3 separate regions of the Hordeum vulgare genome follow, and all the other regions are linked to region 2. Evidence: chromatin contacts called from public Hi-C data. All regions are on one chromosome and are shown on one strand. Each heading gives the region's core, a stretch centred on a gene start, on an enhancer-like site or on the middle of the called end of the contact. The rest is flanking DNA. Distances are from core to core; before and after follow the strand shown.

Evidence for each region. Hi-C and Micro-C count contacts between places; a contact is called where the count stands out from the background.
Region 1: a Hi-C map of leaf shows a contact between it and region 2, with 3 times the contacts expected there. The contact joins the promoter of LOC123426341 here to the promoter of LOC123426339 in region 2. A contact is called at or near these places in 3 of 6 Hi-C or Micro-C datasets (leaf and seedling).
Region 3: a Hi-C map of seedling shows a contact between it and region 2, with 4 times the contacts expected there. The contact joins the enhancer-like site here to the promoter of LOC123426339 in region 2. A contact is called at or near these places in 1 of 6 Hi-C or Micro-C datasets (seedling) and 1 of 1 datasets of contacts at active chromatin or transcription factors (embryo).

Annotation. Positions count from the first base shown.
Region 1 is chr2H:377,330,355-377,334,419 of MorexV3_pseudomolecules_assembly, forward strand. It overlaps LOC123426341 (casein kinase II subunit alpha-2), which reads right to left and starts at 2,503. Exons shown (of 10, transcript XM_045110151.1): 1 at 2,238-2,503; 2 at 542-671; 3 at 274-468. The coding sequence starts at 2,323.
Region 2 is chr2H:376,721,130-376,725,204 of MorexV3_pseudomolecules_assembly, forward strand. LOC123426339 (suppressor of RPS4-RLD 1) reads right to left here and starts at 1,299. Exons shown (of 23, transcript XM_045110149.1): 1 at 1,103-1,299; 2 at 877-986; 3 at 1-159. The coding sequence starts at 1,218.
Region 3 is chr2H:377,247,161-377,251,498 of MorexV3_pseudomolecules_assembly, forward strand. No RefSeq gene overlaps it. Among protein-coding and RNA genes, the nearest start is that of LOC123426341, 84 kb to the right of the region's middle. Within about 2 kb of position 2,606, at least 3 of the 3 cell types and tissues checked have open chromatin away from gene starts, as enhancers often do. A contact at or near this core is called in seedling, where this site is marked.

The DNA.
Region 1 (4,065 bases), core at 1,253-3,752, 610 kb after region 2:
CCCCTCAAAAGAGGAAAAAACACTTGCTGGTGTGGTTACTTGTTAGCATTAGCAAGGGATTATTCATGCATTACTATCACAAATATCATCCGTGAACACAAGAAAGGGTCCTAGGAAATGAGTATAGCCAGATGTTCGAACTAGACAGTTACACATGCAAGTATTTAATGTATCTTCAAGGCTTTATCAGAAGAGCAAAGAAAGTTTTAGATATTTTAACAATCAGTTTTCTTGGCAATATTATATCAACAGAAACTTGGGAAACCTTGATACCTTCAGTAACTCATAGATATAGTAGCGAATGTCATAATCTGTCAATGTCGGATATAACACTTTGAAATCTGTGTTATTGATGTATTCAAAGATCAAGCTTGGTGTTTTTGAATGCTGATCTCTGACAATATCAAGCAGCTTCACAATATTTGGACCTCCACAGAGATTCTGAAGTATTTTGATCTCTCTTTTGATCTGCATAAGCATGAGAAACGTGAAAAAAAATATCATAGTTAAACCGTGACCATTTAAGGCACAGATAAGTTACCTTCTTCTTCTTCACAGGCTTCAGGATCTTAATAACACATTTCTCATTATTGTTGACGTTGATGCCCTCAAAGACTTCACTGTATTTGCCTCTTCCAACTTTCCGCACAACTTCATAGTCATCCTGCTCACTGATTGAAAAACATCATACCAGTCAGAACTCATCACCGGATATACTGGTCCATTAGGACATTTTGTGATTTAACAATCACATGATATCTTTCAGAAGGACCGGAACAAACAAATAACAACACCATTCAAACCAAAATGCTAAGTGTGTTATCCTTGTCAGGGCAGGGATACTCGCAGCTGGCTTGCTAAAAGTAATCAGTTTGATTGTTCCAGGCACAGGATTTTCTTTTCCTGTTTGTATGATGGAGAACGAAGAGAAAACACCTAACTATTTTGAAGAGATCTCATGGCACTTTTGGGGTATTGTTACATCAAAATAAATGAGTGCATATACTTTTTACCCAACTTCTACAAACTGATGCTTCATACTCCCTCCGTCACGAATTACTTATCTTAGATTTGTCTAGATACATCCGACACGTTTTAGTGTTAAATCTAAGACAAGTAATTTGGGACGGAGGTAATACTTGAGTTCTATCCTTTTTCATCTATATATAAGAATAAGAGGGCAATAAAACCCCATGTCAAGCTCAAGGGAGGACAAAAAAATGCCTGGATCCCAATGAGAAGCTACAGAAAGGCGAAGCTTGTTACAGTTTTAAATATAGTTGCATATCACTGTGTTTATTACACAAATACTAATTTGCAAAACAAGATACTCCAACAGCGTACATAGTTCAGTGGAACCTTATTTATCTTATGTCGCTGAGCAGAATTATCAATTCAACAGAAACAGAACAGGAGTAAAATATCTTAGTTATATAGACCTTAATGTAAATGTGGTTTTTTACTTGGAACAGCTACTTTGAGATTAAATAGGTATGATATGATAATTTCCGGAAAATACAACCCATATATTATCTGAAAAAATAGCGATAACACCAAACAAAGTGTGAAACTAATAGAACAACACACTTTCCAAGAAGGGGAAAACACAGAACTAGCAACTGTTCAAAACAATAAATTAGAACTGTTTGCTCGATTTGGGTGCTGCTGTTGTAGTCCAAGACAGGTTCAAGTTCCCAATTTGTCAATTCAGCAAAATATTTTGGACATGGAGAATATTGCTGGTGGATGAACATGGGTGACAGAATCTGACATTTGGATTCGGGTGCTCAATTTGTAGGAAGTTAATGGAAGTCCACTTAAGATGTACAAAACTATGAATAATCTCCCAAAGAAATTGCGTGGACGTCATAGACGCATAATTTCGTACTGAAGTACCAAAAGTATCACAAAAAAGTGACATCGAGTTAGTGACTACTGAAGTCGGATATTGTAACGAAGCAACCACATCAAGCAACTGCCGGAATTATCTGAGCAAGCACATCTGGCAACTCCTCTCTCAATCTACAACACGCGGGCCCTCTCTAACCGCACGGCACACAGGATCTCCGAAAACGCATCGAGAAGTCGAAGGTCCATTGTATGTAATCCCTGAACTGTCTCTCAACGAACTGACGAAAAGGATCCACTACACGTAGATGCGCCACGGGAACGAAAGGGGGGAAAAGAAAAGAACTTGAGAGTTAGGGCGAGGTTGGCTACGGGCGGATTCGACTCACCCCCACTGGACGGCGAGGGCCTCGTAATCCCAGTACTCCTTGGGGCGTACGACGTTAACGTCGGCGTAGACCCTGGCCTTTGACATGGCTGAAGACGATCCGAATCCCGCGGGCGGGGGACGGATCAGGGATAGACGTGGGCTGGGAGGAGTTTCGTGCTTTCTCGGCGGCGCGTCCGTCAAGCGGACATCGCCGGCGGCGAGATGGCGTTAGGGTTTCAACAACTACGATTGTTTTTCCTGAGAAACATGTTTTGGGGGATATAGTTTTGAGGAATGGAGATGTAGGTGGAGGGCGTGGGAGAAGTGCGGTCAGTGCAACTGACAGGTGGGTCCATGGGACAGTGTGCGGAAGGAGCTCGCTCTCGGAGGCAGAATTCACCGTTTTTGACCTTTTTATAAACCTTAAGTTGGATCTCACCCTCATGGGAAAATCATTTTATGAACCTTAAGCTGGATCTGACCTTGATGAGAAAAAAATTGGATCTGACCCTTTTGCTATCGTCGGACCCTTTGGCGGTAGGGTATAACAACCTACCGCTCAGGTCCCTCGTGGTAGGGTTGCACGCCTACCGTAAAAAGAACGCCAAGTTATGGAAACAGTGCGCGTGTGTGCCTACCGTCGTACCCCTTGGCGGTAGGGTTACACGTGCTACCGCCAGCCCTTTCGACGGTAGATCATTTTCCTACCGCCAGGGTCCTCGACGGTAAGTTGTCATACCCTACCGCCAAAGGGTCTAAGGATTTGGCGGTAGCAAAAGGGTCAGATCCGGAAAAATTTACCCACCGTACCCACCAGGGTCAGATCCGGCTTAACTTTCATGAAAGGATCAAAACAGTGCATTTGGCCGCTCTCGGACCCAACATATAGGTGGGTCGAGGCTATCATGGGCCCAACCAGGCGGTAAGCGAAAGGAATCTGAGCTGCTACATTTCTTACCATTTCTCTCTTTTTTCCAATCTTACTCCTCATGAAACAGTTGATAAGTCGTCTCGTTGCTTCGTACCCTCCACCGATCGAACTTCCTCCAGCGATTTTCTCAGCGCTGGGACATCTGATCCCATTTTTTTATGGACAGAGAACAAAAAAGAACAACCTGAAAATGTATGTACGCCCCCCCCCCCCACCTTCCCCTCTCCCTCGCGAGCCGCTTGAGCACGCGGCTCCGAAGGAGAAAACCCTAGCCCCACGCACACCCCCTTCCTTGTGCTCCCCTGGTCGTCACCGTCGTCGATGCCTGTGGTAGTGGCGGCGCCCGGCCGTCAAAGGCGGAGGGCAAGGACGGCGCGCCCCGACGGGCCTCCTTCGTGCGAGGAGGGGCGTCGAGGGGCGGCGCACGAAGAGTTTCGGTGTGGCGCCGCACGATGGGGAGCGCGTTGTGCGACAGAGATGAGTCGGGAGCTCGCACAGGAGTGGCCGGTGCAGTTGACGGTGTCGATGACGGCGCGGTTGGGCCATGGTTGCAGGGGGAGGCGCGTGATAGAGGCGAATTTGTCCATGTCATTCGAAGAGATGGTGGATATCGTTTTCGGTGGAGTATACTTTGACAATCCGACTACGAGCCTATGAGGACGTCGCGCCTTCACAATCGCTAAACCAACTCCTAGAGATAATTGACCACGTCGGAGCACGATCAACCTGACCACGAGGGTTTGTTTCGTGCACCCACATGAAGAACAAGCAAGAAACTAAAATCGCAATCTGGATATTGCGAATATAAGAGGAAACTTCATTGATGAAAGTGGGGTTCTCTGACGTCTTGGTCTGGTCGTAGATTACAAACGAAAAACGCGAAGTTGCAGCTCTGGCGAACTTGCAATCTAAACAA
Region 2 (4,075 bases), core at 49-2,548:
CTTCACACTCAACCGTCTCATAAATTTTAACAGAAGAAACTAATTCTTCCAATTCCAGCAACTGTTTCAGGTCAATTGTGTCACGGACAGCAATCTCATGTCCTTGCTCCCAAGCAACCAAAGCTTCCTCATTTTTTCCCAATGCGCACAGTGCCTTGCCTGATTAAAAATGATAATAACGTAAAAGTTAATGGTGAATTTGCCTCAAAACAACAGTATCCATATGTAAAAGAAATAGAGACGATATCTACGGAAGCTTTTTCTCATTCAGGTGTTCTTTTGATCATTGGTGTACCTCGGACTGAGAGGCTTCGACGATGGCAGGGAAGAGGTACAAAGAGGGAAAGCGCGGGGAGAAAAAGGAAAGTAAATTGCAGAAAGAGAAAGTAGCATATGTAGCACAAGGCTCGCATCACATTAATTTTGTAATTACTCTATACTTGAATGAGTTGTGCATTAATGACAACCACGCCTCTACCAACAAGTGTCGGAATACATTTAGGTCCTGTTCCTATGAGCAACAGTTTCTTTCCTGATATCGTAACTAGAAGCTTCGACTTACAGCAAAACACAGACATGGGATGGATAGATACACGCTCATAAAGCTACTCTACTCTTCGGTTCATGGGGCATCATGAAATTACGTACTCCTCACATATTGGTTGTAATAACATATTATATTATGGGACCGAGGGGGTAGGAAACAGTGAGTCCTAAGCATTCAGGTTGCACTAACAAAATCTGATGGGCTATCCACACCCAAATACATCTAGCGGTGGCAGTTAATCCCCAAGCATAGATCAGGCAAGGCAAATCCACGACTATATGGGGAGGAACGAGAGGACGCATAGGTGGGTAGCGAGAGCCCCGTCGTACCTTTGAGGACATAGGCCTGGAGAAGCGCGGGGTCGAGCTGCAGCGCGCGGTCGCAGTCCTTGACGACGTGCTTGTGGAGCTCGAGCTGGAAGTAGCAGAAGGCCCGGTTGCTGCCAGGGAGGAGAAAGACAAATTCGGGATCGCCGAGTCAAAACTCATAACCCTAGACTGATAGATCAGAGACCCCGTGGGGGCGGATCGGGGAGGGGAGGAAGCAGTAGTGTACCAGAGGTCGTGGATGGAGGAGGGGGAGCGGGCGAGGATGGAGTCGAGGAGGCGTATGGCCTTGGACCAGTTGCGGCCGCTGCAGAGGCGCGCGAGCTCCCCGCGGTCGGAGCCCATGGCGGCGGCGATCGGTCGCCGGAGGAGGTCAGGGTGGGGGAACGAGCGGATGAGAGGTGGAGGCGAGGATTTGAGAATTGAGGGGGGCCACCTCACTTGCTCTGAGCTCTGCGCGACTTTAGCGCGTGGACCCCTCTCTTTTTCGGATTTTCTGTTAGGGTTGTTAGAGCAACTCTAGCACACCCCACATCCCGCCCGTGCCCGCAAAATAACCGTCAAAGTGTGGGTCGGGGCGGGAAAACCTACCCGATCAGACCCCGCATCCCGTCCCGGCCCGTAAATATTTTTGCGGGGCGCGGCAAAACTTCTCCCCGACCTCTAGTTTCACGAGCTGGGAGGCCGACCCGAGCTTAGCCCCTATCCGCAGCGAGATTTGACGGAAGGGACATTTTCGCACGGCCTTTCCCGCTCCCCCCACCCGTCGCCACCATTGACTCGCCACCGCACGCTCCGGTGCATCCTTTGCGGCCGTCCCTCGCCGCCATGGACGCCTCCTTGCTGCCCCCGTCACCGTCGAGGTCGTGCACGCTCCTTCCGCTCGGGCGGGTCTCGCCGCCGGCCATGTTGGCCCCGCCGTCGCTCAAGCTAGCGTCGCGCGTGCCCGCAAACGGCAGTGCAACGTGGTCGTGCAGGGCGGAAATCCGGCAGCCCCCGCTGCGAAGGCTCGTGCTCCGGGTGCCAACGCTGCTGCACGATCTCGGTCGGTGACGGAGAAGGTCACCAAGGCCGCGGGCGGCAGGAGGAAGAGGATTCCGGCTACAAACAAGCTGCCTCCTTCATCCTATCGCTCCATCCCGGAAAGAGAAGCCCCGGTGATGCTGTTCAACAGTGCCACTCCCCCCGCAAGCGAGGTGTTGTACGAAATGGCCGGAAGGTATGCGTCTTCGGTCATGGCCATTTCCTTTCGTTTTCACCATTTGTTGCGATAGCATGTGACTTGTTAATCGTTCAATATAGTGGTGGTTCAAACAATCCAACTTCCGAGTTCGTGAACTTGTTGGACATCAATGTCGTTGACATTGATCAAGCCCCGTTCGCCGCATTCGACTACAATGAAACGGAGGGCGGCGTGGGTGATCATGGTTGTGAGGACGATTTGGCGGAGATCGAAGCGGAAGCGTATGAGCAATCGCAATCAAAATCTGGGAAAAGCCAAAGATCGAAGAACTACACGATCTTGGAAGATCAAGCTTTGATCCAAGCATGGAGTGCGGTGCCTCTTGATGCGTGCACGGGTACTTCTCAAACCGCCAAGAGATATTGACAAAGGATCGAAGATCAATACTTCCGCATTATGGCAAAGTATCCCGATAGGACTCTGATACGTCTCAAACGTATCTATAATTTTTGATTGTATCATGTTGTTATCTTGTCAACTTTGGATGTTTTATGTACCTTTTATATCTTTTTCGGGACTAACTTATTAATTCAGTGCCAAGTGCCAGTTCCTGTTTTTTCTGTGTTTTTGACTCTTTTCAGATCTGATTTTGGAACGGAGTCCAAACGGTCCCCGAAATAAATTTTTCCAGAACGGAAAAAGATCAAGGGACTTGAGGGCCAAGGCAGGAGAGCCACAGGGGGCCCACAAGCCCTGTAGCCGCCACCAGGGGGCGGCGGCTACCAGGCTTGTGGCCTCCCTGGAGCCCCCCTGCCCTAGCTCTTTCGCATATATATTCCCTAAAATCCAGAAAAAAAATCAGGACATCCACGAAAACACTTTTCCGCCGCCGCAAGCTTCCGTTTCCGCGAGATCTCATCTGGAGACCCTTCCCGGTGCCCTGCCGGAGGGGACTTTGGAGTTGGAGGGCTTCCACATCAACATCATCGCCTCTCCAATGACTCATGAGTAGTCTACTTCAAACCTACGGGTCCGTAGTTAGTAGCTAGATGCCTTCTTCTCTCTCTTGGATCTTCAATACAAAGTTCTCCATGATCTTCATGGAGATCTATCCGATGTAATCTTCTTTGGCGGTGTGTTTGTCGAGATCCGATGAATTGTGGATTTGTGATCAGATTATCTATGAATTATATTTGAGTCTTTGCTGATTTCTTATATGCATGATTTGATATCCTTGTAAGTCTCTCCGAGTCTTGGGTTTTGTTTGGCCAACTAGATCTATGATTCTTGCAATGGGAGAAGTGCTTGGTTTTGGGTTCATACCGTGTGGTGACCTTTCCAAGTGACAAAAAGGGCAACAAGGCACGCATCGTGTTGTTGCCATCAAGGGTAACAAGATGGGTTTTTATCGTAGATATGAGATTGTCCATCTACATCATGTCATCTTGCTTAAGGCGTTACTCTGTCCTTTTGGACTTAATACACTAGATGCATGCTGGATAGCGGTCGACGTGTGGAGTAATAGTAGTAGATGCAGAAAGTGCCGGTCTACTTGTTTTGGACGTGATGCCTATAGATATAATCACTGCCTTAGATAACGTCACGACTTTGCGCGGTTCTATCAATTGCTCGACAGTAATTCGTTCACCCACCGTCTACGTGCTTTCATGAGAGAAGCCACTAGTGAACACTACGGCCCCCGGGTCTATTCACAACTACCGTTTCCACTTTCACTTTTACTTTGTTGTGTTTACTTTGTTGCTTTCAGTTCTCACTTTGCAAACAATCTATAAGGGATTGACAACCCCTTCATAGCGTTGGGTGCAAGCTCTTTGTGTTTGTGTACGTACTTCAGACTTGACGAGATCTTCCATTGGTTTGATACCTTGGTTCTCAAAACTGAGGGAAATACTTACCGCCGTTGTGCTACATCGCCCTTTCCTCTTCAAGGGAACACCAACGCAAGGCTCCAAGGCCGCGGGGAGATCCTTTGCATATTTGCCAAGGAAGTCCCTAAAG
Region 3 (4,338 bases), core at 1,356-3,855, 530 kb after region 2:
CCCAATAGGAGCCGCGTAATTCATTCTCAGGACATGACAGATGAGCGGTATGTACGATGGCCGTATATAAATCCCCCAAGTTGCCCCGGGTGGCCCCGCAAGTGGCTCCATTTTGGACAAACACTCATGAGGAGTACTGGCCCGGGGGTTGATTAATTATCCACGGGGTCCGAAAAGTCCTTGTGCAATTTTATTAGGTTATTAGGCAAATCTAGTACCAATGTCGGGCCTTGCCACACGAGTTTTATCCAAAAATGAAAGTCAGATGGGTCCCCATAACAACCCCAAACATGTTAGGAGCGCTCAATATGGAACTTAACACCGGTAGCCGAAACTAAGGCATAAAAAATGGAACAAAACACCCAGCCAAAAGGCCAAGCCTTCCGCCTTTTACCAGGTATATAGCTGCATTAAATTAAATAGCAATATTATGGTGATATAGCAAGGAACCCATTTGTTTTAGATGGAAGAACCTCCACCTGCAACTAGCAACGCTATAAGAAGGTTGAGCAAGCCGTAACATAGCCAAACAATGGTTTGCTGGGTTGTGGAAAGGTTAGAGGCTTTTCATGTCAATGTTGGAAGGCTGACATTTAAGTGGTAGGCAGCAAGACACAACAAAAGAAATGAGTCAACTAGCATGGCAATGATAGTAATGGTATCTAGGAAAATGGTCATCTTGCCGGTGATCCCGCTTGGAAGAAGAACGAATCCCTGAAGCAGACGAATCAACGTAGTCGAACGAATCCTCACACTCCAGCACGTTTGCGGAACTCTAGCGAGAAGAAACGATCCAGAAACAAGAATCAACACACGATATTCACCAAAACATATGCATGACATGATGCACAAGCACATATGATGTGTGTTCGGTTTAATTATGCAATTCATGGCACATCACAACAATCGAATACTACACATTAAGTGAAGCTCAATATGCAATGAGTTGCATATTGAACTCATCAACTTTAAATGTTGTTTAAACAGGGAAGAGGTGAAACATAAACAAACTACACTATCTAGGCATTTTAAATGAGGTCGGAAACAACATATAGCATTTTCCGAAATGACCCCACATGCTAATTTTAAAATTGGTCTAGATCTGCACTAAGCACGTTTTATGTTTATTAAACAGCAAAAAAAAAAGTGGACCATGTGATTCTATACGTCATTCTAGTCGATTTACATATATAGATCATCTAATATGGAGCTAGGGTTTAAAAGATATGGGCAACATAAGAGGATATGACATGAATGCAAAATGTATGCAAATGACAGCCACGACATGTTAAAGCACAGATGCAACGATATATTATGAAACTACGTGAGATCCCATGCAAGTTTAAATGAGGCCGAAACAATGAACAACAATTCCAGAAAATCCCCATGTGCAAATTAAGAATCACTAATATTCTGCCTATAACACAATTTTACAGTTGTTAAACAGGAAAATAAATACTACCTTGTTGTCCTACACATTTTTCTAGCCAAGTTACATATGTGGAACATTTTAATCGGAGCTACAATTAATTAATTATGAGACAAACCGTTTAAACATGGCATTGGTGCAAATTAAATTAAAACAGCATGTTAAACATTTTAAACATGGTTGAAAGCTGGATATTATGAAACTACATAAAATTCTAAGCAACTTTCATGTATAAAGTTTTTAAATCCGATGCACGATTATTTTGCTATGAATTAAATCATGTTAATATGTCATCACACAAAACAATGCAAACAACACATTTAAATATTTTTAACACGCATGAAAGTGTAGTATTATTAATCTATGAGAAATTAGACACATTACTCATGTTGAAATCATTTTAATCCGATGTATGGTTAATTAGTTATCATCATTTTAAATCATGGCATTTTGCTGAAATTATGACATGTCATTGATAATTGATAAATTCGCACAACGTAAAAAACATTATCGGGCCGACTCTGCGATCAGGGCCAACAGTGGCATGGGCGATGTATAGTAATTGATGCGTCGGGCAGGGGATTGGGCTAAGGGGCGCTCACCTCGTGGGCTTTGGCCCATGGAGCAGCTCGACGAGGCCGGCTCGGGGGGAGGCGGAGCTCGGCCTCGTACGGAGCTGGGCTGAGGCGGGCGAATGGGCATGGTGAGGACCACGCGGGGTGAGGCGGCGGCTCGCTCTGGCCGGCCCACGCGGCCCACATGCGGGTCAACGCAGGGGCGAGTGGGATTGGGCGATGCACGCTGCGGTGGTCAGGGACGACGCCGACTCCGGCGAGCGGCGCGGTGATGGCACGGCGGACGGCGACGATCCGGAGATGGAGGGCACTCTGGCGACGTGATGTGGCCCGGAACGGGCGGATCTAGTCGGGGCGAGGCGGCAGCTTCACGAACGGCCAAAGCTCGAGGTGCGAAGCAGGGTCGGCATGGCGGCTGACGTGGCTCCGTCCGGCTGCCGGTGTGAAGGCGACAGCAGCGAGGTGCTTCGGCACGGAGCCCCGGTGCAACTGCGGCTCTCCTGCAAGTACCGGCCGCTACATCGACAGGGGATGGGGGCGCGCTAGAGAGAGCTTGGACAGGAGACTTTGCACGCGGCGGCGGCGGCTCAGGCCCCGGATGGGCTCGGGCGGGTCATCCTTGGGCCCGGTTGGGCCTGTTTCAAGGTGGGAGGAGGCTAGCGGCGGCTAAGGCTGGAGAGCGTGGGGATCGAGGGAAATTAGGGTTTAGACTAAAATCGGTAGGGAGGGTTCTATTTATAACAAATTGGTGTTAGGTTTGGCAGTTTATTTTCGTTTTCGAGCCCTTCAGTTGTGATGGAACGGCCCGGTCGTAGGGATAGGTTAGGGGGTTGTTGGTCCGTGTAGAAGGCCTTGGGATGAGATGAGAGGGAGTTAGTGCGGCCCGGCACAAGATTTTTAAAACACCGAATCTTTGATAAATAAACCGATGACGGTGTCGCTACGGTCAATCGTTTTGGTATCAAACGGACTCCGATTGCGATGATATTTGGCAGGCGGCCTACCTACACTAAAACAAGACTGCACGCCAAGTTTCAACCCAATCCGAGAATGTTTTATACACACTTTCAAAAATAATATTTTAACGATGCCGCGGGCGCGGACGTGTGTGGTTGATCTTGAAATGGTCAACGACAAAAACGGAGAGAACCACAACTAATAATGGATGCAAGTTTTTGAAAATGAAGGCAATGGAGTCCTCATACTATGCAGATTATGCGCATGATGCGATGATGAATGCGATAACCAAATAATCAATGGTGACAATGAAATTAAAGGGGAATCTTCTCGAGCGTCAATTCCAGAATGTTACACGGCCTCAACAGCATTCACGGCCTCGTGGAGCTTGTCGGCATACTCAGTGGCCAGCTTCTCGAGTGGAGCTTTGTGCTCCAGCTCCAAGACCTGAACCTGCTTGCCCAGCTCAACCCCAAGCTTATTAGCAAGGTCTTTCTCACGGGCTGCATGCTCTTCTTCGTGGCAGTCGAGGGATATCTTGCGTGCCTTCAGTTCTGCATCCTAGTTGTCGATGTCTTCATCGGCCTCCTTCCACATTTTCTCATCCTCGTCCTGCCGATTGATGAACTCCACCTTGGCCTATTTGAGCACGACCTGCTGGTCGCCGATCTCCTTACGGTTCATGGTGAACCATGTTTGCATTTCGGCATGGAGCGCCTGGAACCTGTCTTCGGTGGCCACGAGAACGGCTTCCCGGGGTCGAGCTTCTACGAACGGCTGACATAGTGTGCTGCCAGCTGTCGGACGCTCTTGCTCAAGGAAACCAGATGGCATGCTCCTTGGCCTCGTCGCTCACGCCGAACGAGTCGACTATCACATCTCTTCCGGGGGTGTCGATCGCCTCGCCCACGGCCACCTCCTCGGAGAAAGCCCTGAGGATGGCGTCACCGGGGAAGTTGACGAATTGCAGGTCGCTCACTCGCACGTAACCGGTTGGAGGTGGCTCCATTGTCGATGACGGACCAACGACATTCCCGCTAATGGCTCTAAGCAAGAAGGACATACCTTCCCCTGATGCTCAGGAAAGAGGGGATCCTCCAACGTCGGGTGCCGTATCCAGGGTCGGCCCCTCTAGGACTTGCTTGTCGTTGTCCCTAGGGTCGCGGCGCGCGCCGCCCTTCTCCACCATGATATTACTGGCTCCTCGGCTGCCTCCTTGGCGAGCCCCTCGACATCGACATCAGCGCCGAGGTCTTCCGATGGTGCCAGATCTTCAGACAAAGACAAGAAAAAATGGACTGGGAAGAAGTTAAAGAAGATAAAAAGAGAAGGAAGAAAACAATGCCGTCAAAATAAAACCAGCATTCCGACTGCACG